2 separate regions of the Anas platyrhynchos genome follow, and region 2 is linked to region 1. The links are chromatin contacts, called in public Hi-C maps. All regions are on one chromosome and are shown on one strand. The core of a region is the stretch at or near the end of the contact, and the rest is flanking DNA. Distances in the headings are between cores, read along the strand shown. Region 1 overlaps ATXN1 (ataxin 1). Region 2 overlaps ATXN1 (ataxin 1).

What was found. A called contact is a pair of places that touch in the nucleus more often than the background predicts.
Region 2: a contact with region 1 is called in a Hi-C map of F5 follicle, with 1.8 times the contacts expected there. The contact joins two enhancer-like sites. A contact is called at or near these places in 2 of 8 Hi-C or Micro-C datasets (F5 follicle and subcutaneous adipose tissue).

What each region holds. Positions count from the first base shown.
Region 1 is chr2:107,124,063-107,129,795 of IASCAAS_PekinDuck_T2T, reverse strand. The region is part of intron 5 of ATXN1 (ataxin 1); the gene reads right to left. Among named protein-coding and RNA genes, the nearest start is that of GMPR, 79 kb to the left of the region's middle. Within about 2 kb of position 3,890, at least 3 of the 8 cell types and tissues checked have an H3K27ac peak or open chromatin away from gene starts, as enhancers often do. A contact at or near this core is called in F5 follicle, where this site is marked.
Region 2 is chr2:107,020,110-107,025,761 of IASCAAS_PekinDuck_T2T, reverse strand. The region is part of intron 3 of ATXN1 (ataxin 1); the gene reads right to left. Among named protein-coding and RNA genes, the nearest start is that of ATXN1, 53 kb to the right of the region's middle. Within about 2 kb of position 2,936, at least 3 of the 8 cell types and tissues checked have an H3K27ac peak or open chromatin away from gene starts, as enhancers often do. A contact at or near this core is called in F5 follicle, where this site is marked.

The DNA.
Region 1 (5,733 bases), core at 2,641-5,140:
ATGCTTAGCAATGTCTTTTTTCCAAAAGTAGCATCACTTTTGACTTATTTTTTTTTCCCCATGTCTTAAAGCTCATGGCACTGACCACAGAGGAGAGGACTTGTCCTCCACACGTTCACCTGTATGACAAAGAAGCGCTCAATTTGCACAGAACAGCAGGAAGAGATGCCAGAAAGAAGGGAACCATCTGGAGAGGGAGGATGCTGCACTCACCTGTGAAGGGAGGTGACGTTCTGAGCACGGGTGAAAGAACACCCCAAAAAATAAAATAGAATTAGGAGTGTCTTGCAATAGGAAAGACCCTGCTGGTTTCCCCGGTCTGGTAGCAGGTCTGCAGGTCTGGTAGCCTGCCAGTCCCTGCACAAGGGACTTGAGCCCAGAACTGAAAGGGATGCTTGTAGGTCAGGTTTGATCCTAAAGAGCCTGTGGGAGGGTGAACAAAGACGGGGTGGGCGTCTATGTAAAAATAAGAGACCACAAGACACCTGGTTCTGAGCACTGCTACAAACCCATTCCTTTCAACGCCATGAATAGCACGCCAGGCTTCACAGAAACAAAAGCGAGCAGCAAGGCTCTTCCTCTCTCAGACAATAAAACAGAATAGTAAAACAGAAGCGAAGACTGACTCAATTAGCCTAAGATCTTTTTGATAAAGGTTACTCAAATAATCCACGTACGGAAGCTCTCCGCATCTACAACATTTCTGCACCGTTATTTGTAATAATGTGACACCTCAGCTTGCAGAAGGTGCCACACTGGATACTAATAGCGCACTTATTATTAGATTTTCTGCATGGTTACATAAGCCTGCAAAAGGGGAAAAATGTAAATGATTCAAGAAGATATTCTTCCTGTGGTTCTCGTGAAGCCTTTAATATCTGAAGATTGAAGAAGATCCCTCCTGGCAAGAAACAATCAATTTTTATGCTTCATTAAAAGAGTTCTTTTAGTACTTTTAAGAAAATGCTTAAAGGCAAGTCAAGCGAGGAATGTATATATTTTTCCATCTAAACATTTTGTGCTAAATTTCCCTCTCAGATCTTCCAAGCTCTTCTCCTAAAATAAAACTAAGCTGCGCATGCAACTTTGCATTTATTTCTTGCTTGTAAGCAGCGATCTGATGGCATTTCATCCTGTTTCAACCTCCCTATGTGAGTGGGCATGGATTTCGAAAAGGACCCCTGCTCTTTCCCCGTTAAATGCAAATGGTGTGCAGCAAACTTACTTTTTGGAGGACTCAGCGCTCGTGCCCTCATGCATATGGAACGGCCTCCCAGCCCTCGGCAAGCCTCTGGCAGCAGCAGGGAGCTAGCTGGACATCCCCAGCATGCTACCAGCTCCTCTGACCCACCTCCAGATCGCCGAGACCTCCTGAGAGCTGGCTCACCTTGTCTCTGGTGGGGAGAGGTGCTACTGCCACCACTCGTATCCGAATAGACTCAAGGCCTTCTGAGATGCACACTGAAGGGGTGAGCTGCAGGGCGCTGAATCGCCAAACCCTCATCCACCCTAAAAAAAGACCTACTGCAAAATTGCTAAGCCTGTGGGGTAAGGGTTGTTTCTCTGTAACTCTGTGAACGTGCCGTTCTGAAGAAAGCCTTTTCCGTCCCTCCAGCTTCATGGAGGCACCATCAGTGCAGCAGCGAGGGCCAGCTCTGCACCAGCATCGGCACCTATCTGCACCCCTGCTCAGCCCATCGCTGAACACGGACTTGGTGAGGACCCGTACCTTGAACCTCGTATTCTTAAACTGGGCTTCTAAATCCATTTTTAGGAACTTAAAAAAATACCTGCTTTATAGACAGGCTGGGCAGCTGCATCGCCTTTTTACCTACACAGAAGGCACAGTTGCTCAGCACCTTGAGGGTCAGGCCAGCTTTATTTAGGTACCTGACTTTGGTCTCCTAGAGAAGAGCAAAGTAAGATTCGCATCCTTTGCACAGGGTCACGCTTTTTTACCTACAAGCAGTACAGCTGCCTGTATTAGCAAACACAAAACCTGAAGCAGCGTTCCTGGAGTCACTTGTACCACCGGCATCCCACATCTGAGTAACTCCATTCAGATGTAAATGAGATGCATTGCAATTTCGGGATTATTTACTACATTTGTTTAGTACAATCACCTTGCAAGTAGGCTTTAAGCACTTTGTTTGCAAAAAGCTGCAAGAATTGCCCACGGGAAAGTGGATTTTAATGTGCAGCATTTTATTTTCTGGAGAAACAGAAAAACCTGAATACAAAAAAAAAAAAAAAAGATAAAAGATAAAAATCATACCATAAAAACCTTGAAGCAAGGTAAGAGCCCCTTTTGAAAAGGCAGCTCTCCAACTAGAAAGAATACGCTTGCTTGCTTTCAATGCAGGTGGAAGCTACCTGCACTCATGGGGGGAGAGGAAACGAGAGCAAAGAAAAAAGGACAGAGCTAATCCGAAATGTCTCAACAAACTTATTACAGCTAGATTGAATTTGTAAGCAGGTTATTATATTAATTATTTACGGTCTTGCCTTAAGAGGAGGAAGGTTTTTGTGTGGGTATGCACATTTGGATTTTTTATACATTTGTAACTGCTGATATAAAAGAATTTTGTTCTCTGCCTTAGAAGAAAGGAGCTGAATCTGCCTTCATTTACACTGATCTAACTCTTAAAATTCAACAGTTACATTGCTGTAAAATCACTATTATCGAGGGGAAGAGTATTCTAAAATTATCCTTTAGGCGGAGAGCACCAAGTCTGAAATGCTCAGGGCTTTCAACACTGTTTTATCAGCGCTGTGATCTCGGCATCGCTGGTAATTCAGCCGCCGAATGTATGAAAGGGAGCTTTGTGCTGGGTACGCACCAGGCCATGTAAGGCTTCCAGCTTCTCGACTGGCCAGCAGGGATGTTGCTCTTAGTAACACGGCAAGATTGATTAGGTACAATAAAAAAAAAAAAAAAGGCATTTAGGAAGGCAGCAGCAGAATAAAGTTCCTCCCCTGTGAAAGACGCTACCGTGCGAGTGAAAAATGCCAACTTGTCCAAGAAGGCAAAGTGATCAAATATTGCAGGGACTGAGCTAAAAGTACCTTCAGAGACCTGCCTGTAACGGGAAAATCCTCACCCTGGCCTGGCCCAGGAGGAACACAGTGTGATAGCTCTGGTGGGTCACGCACGGACCCGCAGGCCTGTGAAAGCCCCGGGAGCTCCTTCCCAGAGTGGAAGGAAGGGGCTGGGATGAGGCTTCTGTCGGCTGTCCCATCCCCAAAACCTCCGCAGCAGGTAAGGACTGCGCTCCAAACCTGATGCGGATCCAGGCCTGACTCCTGTGGATCTTCCTGAGTCCTCGCTGGATGGGGATGGCTTTTAGCTGCCCTCCTGCCAGACCTCATTGCTCCATGATGCTTGCATGGGGTTTGGATGAAATTTCAGGCTGGGTAACCCCTCTCTGCTCCTTGGGCTTTTCCCCTTCGTCTGTATTCCTCATCTACGTGCCTGTTTCTTAGCGCCGAGGGAGCTACCCGAGAATCCAGGCTGGAATTGCAGACACCAAGACAGGCAGATCAGACCAGCTTTCCTGCAGGTCCCCTCAGAGACGAGCCCAGCGCTGTGAAGTTTGCAGAGCTGCTTTAAATATCCTTCTGATTCCGAACACAGCTTGGCTCGGCGAGGTGGTATATACACATTACTCTGTATACTGCGGATGTGTGAACATATGTTTGATAGCTAGCTCCCTCTATTCCGACACACCAAGAACGAGCACACCCTTGTTCTTTTCAAACCTTGCTGCTGCTGCTGACTGCAGCAGTGCTTCCCTCTGCCCCCTGCTCCCCCAGGAAGGCTGGTCGCCAGCCAGCATGGGGAACTTGGCGGCTGGCTCCCGAGCAGAGCCACGATGCTGCGAGCATCAGCCAGAGGGGGCTGCGAGAGTGTGTGTTGTGCGCTGCTGCCTCCAAGGGCTGCGCCTGCCTACTGTGCTAGAGGCTTTTCTCGCTTGCGTAAATCATTTCTTGAAATAATAACGCTTAAAATAGTTCAGCAAGTCTCCAGGTTTCTCACTTTTTTTTTTTTTTTTAATGCCTGCAGAATTATGCATCCGGGATGGGATGCCCAGAGCGGCACGGCGGCTGATACCTGGTGTCTGCCACCGCGGGCAAGCGGATCCCGGGGACACCAAACTCACCGGGATGGGGTCGCGTGTTCGCTCGCCAAACCACCCTCGCCTCAGGTTGGCTCCGTCCTTCGGCGCTTTCTTATCCAACTGGGTGCTCGCAGCGAAGAAAGGGGCCAGACTTCTCGGGATAATGCATTTGACGGTGATAAAAATGTTTCCATGGAGCTTTACAGCAAAACAAGAATTGCTGCCCTTTATCTGATGTGCACACATTTCATACTTGCAATATGTCTAAAGTGATTTTATGACTAAATCCTGGGAAAAATGCAAAGAATGCTTGGCTAGAAGCATACTTTTCCAGTAAAAACACAACATGGCTTATTAACTGCGGCACTTGGAGGAGGCTATTCAACATGAAGTGCATTTTTTTAGCTCAAGACCGAAAACATGTGTTTGGCTATACGTTTTCTTTGGCTCCGGGCACCAATTTGACTGACTACATTAGAGGGGTCTCCGAGCCCTTTTAGCCCACGTTAGCTGCAGTACAAATGAAGTGGTATTCTGTTAAACATGCCCGGGTACTGCAGCTGAAGGCAAGGTTAAAACCTCCCGACTTTTTCGGAATATATTAAGCAGAAATAATGGCAACAAAAAGCCCCATTAGGTACCTCGTTAGGGTTTTTTGCAGTTGCCGATCCCGCAACCTTGTTATGGCAACACTTTCCCAAGTCACTGCAAGAAATGTTAATTGTGGTGATGGCGGGGTGGGGACGGCACACAATGAGCTGCAGGAGAAGTACTATTAGTGTTACCCTGAGAACAGATTCTGCCATTCCCATTCTATCTTTGAACGCTGGTGGGCGTAGGGTGATGTGACTCCGAATGATGTCAGATTACCCAGCCTACATTTTTCTTGGAAAGAAGCTCCTTCCTCCACTCCTCGAGCAGGAGGGCTTGGAAATACCGCGTTTAGGAGAGCCGAGCTGCATTGGGCTCCGAGGACGTCTCTGGAGTCTCTGCAACTGGACGAGGCAAAGGCGAGCGCTTCTCCAGTACCTGGAAACACCCGAGTATGCTCGCTTGGGCTTGTGAAGCTGTGAGAGCCGATAACAAGGGCTGGTTTTCTGGACTAATCCCCAGGAAGCAGGATTTCACTCCCCGGAGTGGGCTGGACTCCAGACAATCTCGGGCACATTTGTAAGCGGGTCATAATGTCACTCCTCTGCTCTCCCATTAAAATACTAATTGTGAAAGCTTTTGTCTCTAATCTGCATCTAACAAACCGGCAACGCTGCACAAAGGGGAAGAGTGAAACTCAGTCCAACACGCCTAAAGGGTACGCGATCTCCGTGGCATGCAGCTACTACACACGAAACTGCCCAAGATCGAGCTTGTCAGGAAACGCAATCAAATACTGGGTTTTGCTATGAACCAGCAGTGGGATTGCACTTCTCTGCTCCCCTCCACTGCACCATGAAAAGCTGTGCGATGGACTCGTGCCTAGGGTGCTGGGGCCAGCCCCGGGCACATGGGTCTGGGTTGGAAAGACTGCACTAGGCAGTAAAACCGTGCCAGGCAGTAACCCTGTGCGCTGCTAAATGCAAAGAGAGAGCAAATTTCCACCCCGACAGACAGACACACA
Region 2 (5,652 bases), core at 1,687-4,186, 100 kb after region 1:
CAGGAGATATTTTCATTTACTGCATCTTTTTTGGAAGACTGAATACTACCAGCATGCATGAACAAATGGGCGCGGATTCCCTCTGCTTTGCATGCCATCAACACCACGAGCTACCCACTGAAGTAGGAAAAGCCTTGTAATTTGGGGGTTTTCCTGCATCATCAGGTTTTGCTGGAAACTCTCCGGAATAAGCCCAGGAGGCTCCTTCAAGCCCCAAACCTATCCATTCACATGCTTAACGTCAGGGACTTCAAGAAGTGAGCAGGATTTGGAAGTCAAACGCTTGCCCAGGCAAACCTGTAAGCCAAGGCAGCCAGTGGTACCGCTGCTAGCGCAGAGCAGCTCCCCCTCTCCCTGTATTTCCAGGAGCTAGGAGAAGAACAAATGGGCCTTCTACTGTTTGTGCTAATCACCTGTTAGTCACAGTAGTCTGAAAGGCAAACTGACACATCTACTCGTTTTGACTGTTTCCAGTATTTATAGTATCATTTCTCTAGGACTGTGAAGTAGCTGCCAATTATTACTCGAATCTGGCATGCAGAAGCTCATGTATATGAAAAAACATGATCAAACAATATGCAGCTCATTAAAGGAAGTTTATAACTCCGTTCCCTGCCCTAATACTCTGTTTTTATCTCCTGGAAATATTTACCACACCACCTGATTAGGCTGAGCTCCTTTATGTATTTTGAAAATACAAATTATGCCATCAGTCATCCGCAGTATGACAGCAAGCTCCCAATTACACAACTTCGGGAGCTCGCGCAGTGCACCACGGCAAGCACAACCCAGCCCCAAGTGCCGGCACCGTGCGGCCGGATTATCCCATTGCTACCCATCGAAAAAGAAATCTCAGGCAGTCAAACAGCTCACGCCCTGAAGAACAAAGCCGGGACCAGCTCTAGCCCTGTGGCCAGGGTGAAAGAAGCCACGTCTCTCTGTTTTACCTCCGCAGGCACGGAAAGAGGGCAGTGCTCGCAGTGCTGCTGGCACGCTTTCCTGTGAGTGCAACAATGCAACCTGAAGGCTCATTTCCCAGCGTCGGGGAACCTGTGCCAAGAAGTTATCGGACCCTAATCCTACGTTAAAACCTACCGTCATTCTTTCTCTTTCCTCCAGCTTGCTTTTAACGTGATGCTCCTCGCGAACGCTGAGGATTCAGTCCCACACATCTGCGCAGAAGCGCGCATCCAGGGTGTCAGTCCTGGCCTCCAGCAGCAGGATCCAACGCTTCTGGAGCGTGCTGGCTCAACGCAATTGACCCCACAGCCATCAGGAGGGGCCACGAGCTTAAGGACCTTGAGAAACCTACCCTTAAATATCTGCATTCTTCCTCATTTCTGCGTCTCATAGCGAACTTAAAAGCCCCTCCCCACGCAACACTGACAATAATACCCGTAGCGAACTAGCAGGCAGCGAAGAAATGCAGCTGCAACGTGTGAAATTCATGCTCAGGATTTAGGAAGAAGCTCTGATCTCATGCCTCTGCCACACCACAGTTACCCAGTCCCCCCAATGGTTAGCAGCTAGTTTCCTCTCCAGTGATGTGACATGCTATCTCGATTCACACGACACCGGATTCCCAAGGCTGCAACTCATTCAGAAAGCTAGCACAAACGCCACGTCCAATTTACGATCTAAGCGAGCCTTGAAAACACAGGCTTGTAACTGCAGGAGCCTCGTGCCAGGCTGCTCGTGGGGGGGAGAGCATCACCCGAGCGAGCCTCTCTGCCCTCAGAAGCCCCAGCCGATGCGCTCAGCGCGAGAGGCGCAGCACAGGTAGCCGCAGAGGACTGCTCCTCTGCATCTCCTCGTGATGTGGAAGGGAACAGCGATTGGTCCCCAGCAGATCTGCATGGCACCAGTGATCTATTTATACAGCTCCAGCGGGCTGAAACTCTGCCTAGAAACTGCAGCCATCTCTTCAGCTCTCACGCTGAAGAGGCTGGTTGTCTCCGATTCTGATTCCCATGGTGTTCCCTGCAAAAATGACAATTATTTTAATTTCGCGTGGGGGAGAGCTGCCGGCGTGCTTTGTACGTCTTTCTATACACCAGCTTCAAGATTTTACACCCGAAGGATTATCCACTTTGTCACCGGGTGTTAGATTCCACATCTGTGATTTATAACACGGCCACCCAAATTAGATCGAGGGTAGCACTCCTCTCTGTTCAGCCCAATTAGTCAGTAGGCACTGAGAGCTTCTCTTTTTTTTTTTCCTTAAACACATGAAATAATAAAACAACAAAAAAATGCCATTTAGAGTCATACTATATCCAACTGTCATTTGTAAGACTTTGCTGTATTATTAGTCAGAGCTTCTGGTGACAATGTAACCCACAAGACTGAAACTTGAGTGGTTTATACATGTCATCGGAGCCTTAGATAAAAATGCTGCCTTAGAAAGTGGGAGTATTTAATTTTTTATAATACTTTTGTACTAGTATAAAGTGTTCACTTAATTTACATCAGTGACTTCTTTTCTTAAGGTATTTGTATCTGTTTGATCTTTTACAAATATCTGGTTCTCTTCTTCAGATCTAATCATGCCGAGCACTTTGAAGACATTTTGCTGGGCTTATTAATTAGAATTCCTACAAACCTTTAGGGTTTGGGGTTTTCTTTTTCCTCTTTTTTTTTTTTTTTTTCCAAACCAGGGCACAGCACTCGCAAAAGCAAATTCGCACACCACCCTCTCCCCCCCCCCCCCCCCCAGCTCCAAGTCTCAAATTCATTTTATGAAGAGGCAGGGATTAGTTATGTTACTTGGTAACAGCTGCTCGGCGTAGTGGCTGGTATTAGGTCTCTGTACAAACTCCTGGCCGCGGACTGTAAAAGGAAAAGCGACAAATTCTCTGCTCCAGCAGAAAGGCTAAACCCCACCGAAAACCAGCTGTGAAGGAATGCGGTGACTCAAGGTCAACAGCCAGAGCTGCGGACACCACCGCCAGCCACACGGCGTTATTAATTACATACCAGGACCTGATTACTGACTTTTCTGGTACAGAGAAAGCTCACAAAAATGGAACGTTATCAGAGCATAACGCATTAAAAATGTGCTTGCTGGAATGAGAACTGGACGAATCAGTTGGTTTTACTGCAATTTTCTACCCATTCATACTGCTCCACTGCTGCTTCCCCATACTCATGGAGGCATGCATGCACACACAGGCACAGTTTTGGGAAGTGAAGGATGAAGAAATAGGTTTTATGAACAAACAAAGAAGTAGAAATTGAAGAACTGATTGATCAAACCAATTCCTGTTGTCTTCAGTGGAGCTTGACTATGGTCGAAGTCTTTTGTTGAATCAGGGTCCTCAAAACACAGCACTGCTCAACTTCTTTCATCTGATCAGGACTTCAGGTGAAATTAAACACTTAAAAGGGACTAAAGGTAGGCAAACGCTCAGGTTTAGCAGATGGAAACCTTGTAGGAATTCTACTAGTCAGGAAAAACCCCGTAGCGGCTTCGTAAATTTTCATCACCTCTAGCAGTTTTTGAATAATGCAGTGGCCTTTTTGGCAGCTTCATGAAGCTGTAATCTGCACAAGAAGTTCTACAATGTCTCAGCACTTCCTGGGGACTTTTAGCAGTAGGATAGTCTTGCAACACAAGCAGAGATTAATCATTTTCTAATGCATAGTAATAAATAATGTATCCCCCATAGTACATAAATTAAAGCTGTAATTCCATCCCGGTTCTGTGATGACACCAGAAGCCCAAGATGGAATTTCAGCCTCGTTATGACCAGTCAGGATACACATTATTCCTTAAATTATGTTCTGAGAGTTGATAATGAACTGAGAAGTTCTGAAGGCATTACCAAAAAGTAATAACGTGTAATTACAAGCAGAAAGCAGAATTATTAAGTCAGATATTGTTTGCAGATCTTGCTAAAGTAAGCAATAAATCTTATCCCTGAAATGCCCGCTCAGCATATTTCTGACAAGGCAGGCAAAGATCACTGCCACTATCAGAAGACTGCAAGTTCTCCTAGTGCCATACAGCAATGCCCCCGGCAGACACCAGTAGGAGACCACACGTTACAGATCAGGTACCAGCTGGATGCTGTACTCGAACCCTACACAGCATTTTATTCCCGAGTCAAACAAGCATCCCACAGGTACACAACGACAAGCACAAAATACCAAGAGGAAGTCACAAGAAGCCCCAAATCTGCATCCCTGTGTGACAAGAAACCTACCAAACAAGCAAAGTGCTTGTGATGCAAAGTGTTTTGTGTTCTTGATGATAATGTAGAAAACACAGTCTAAGTTCTTAAAAATTTTCATGAAGAACACAGTCCTGTATTTTTTTCTGCAGATCGTTTCTAAAAACCTTACAAAGACTCTGAAGACATCTTACAACTTGACAAACACTTTAGCAGAAGAAGTTTAGAAGTATGAAGACAGACAGACAAAACAATCATCTATCTAGAGTCAACTGCTGCATTCACCCTGCACTTTTGATACCAATTCCCATGATTTTTAGCAAATCCTGCAAGATTTCAAGTAGGTCTGGAGTCGGTTTTTTTTTTTTTTTCTGAGGAAAGAAGACAATAATCTTCTGACCATCTTATACAAACAAGGCATAAAACTTTACAGCATCTCCCACGGCTTGGAGTGGTTCCAGGTTCTGAACTTTTTTTCATGGTATTATTCACAAATTTGACCTTTTCTCCCAACCCTCACCGGCCTTGATAATGTGAGAATCTAAGTCACACTCACTCCCTCCTGCTCTCCCCCTTTAAATTGTTAGCTCACAGAATTGCAAGGAAAAGTAAAGAAGGAGAAGCCTAAAGATCATGATAAAACAGTCAAATGGAGTGGTGCAAGAAGTTGGTATTTTAAGAAGCTGAAAATGTTCAAGCCTAGAGTAACTGGTTTTGAATACCAGAGGCTTCCCCACAAGCCATGTATTACTTGTTCCTTACCTCTCAACTCTTCCCCTTTCCACTTCCTCCTTTTAATGTTACGTAAAGTGTTCAAACCTGGACACCTGGACTTATGTTCCCACATTCATACTGGAGCTCCTCACCAGGAATGGTCTAATAGTCAAGGGGCGGGTCACCTGGAAATAACTAGCAATTTGCTTGTTCTCTTTAAATCACATAGATAACCAGCAAAACTTAAAAACTAACTACTTGCATGCCTACAGCTGCATTTAAGGGCACACATCCTCCAAGAATCCATTCCCTCACCTTTTGCCTTTCATGGCTGTTCATACAAACAACAAAGGATCGAAAAATCATGAGAAAACATAATCAGGACAAAGAAAGCAAGACAATCAATGCCTAGAGCTCCTTGCCTCCATGATCTCTACACACAAAGCACATCATCACCTCTAAATAGCAACCTGAAACCTACTCAAGAGACTTACATAAGACATGACTCAAGAACTAAAGCAATGAATGTCAAAACACTCAAAGACACAGTACCCTCTGCTCCTAGTAGTAAAGGAATAGCTACTGGCAGCATACAAAGGAGATCTTTGCAATGGGGAAAAATAGCAGGAAAAACTTTCTTAGAGATTCAAAACCATCCCAACCAGCGAAGCTACACAGTAGTACAAAGCACGACTAGAAAATCTTCAACCAGATGCGGACTTGAAGGTTTCTTATGCCTTCACCAATTGATACGAGCTCCAGAAAA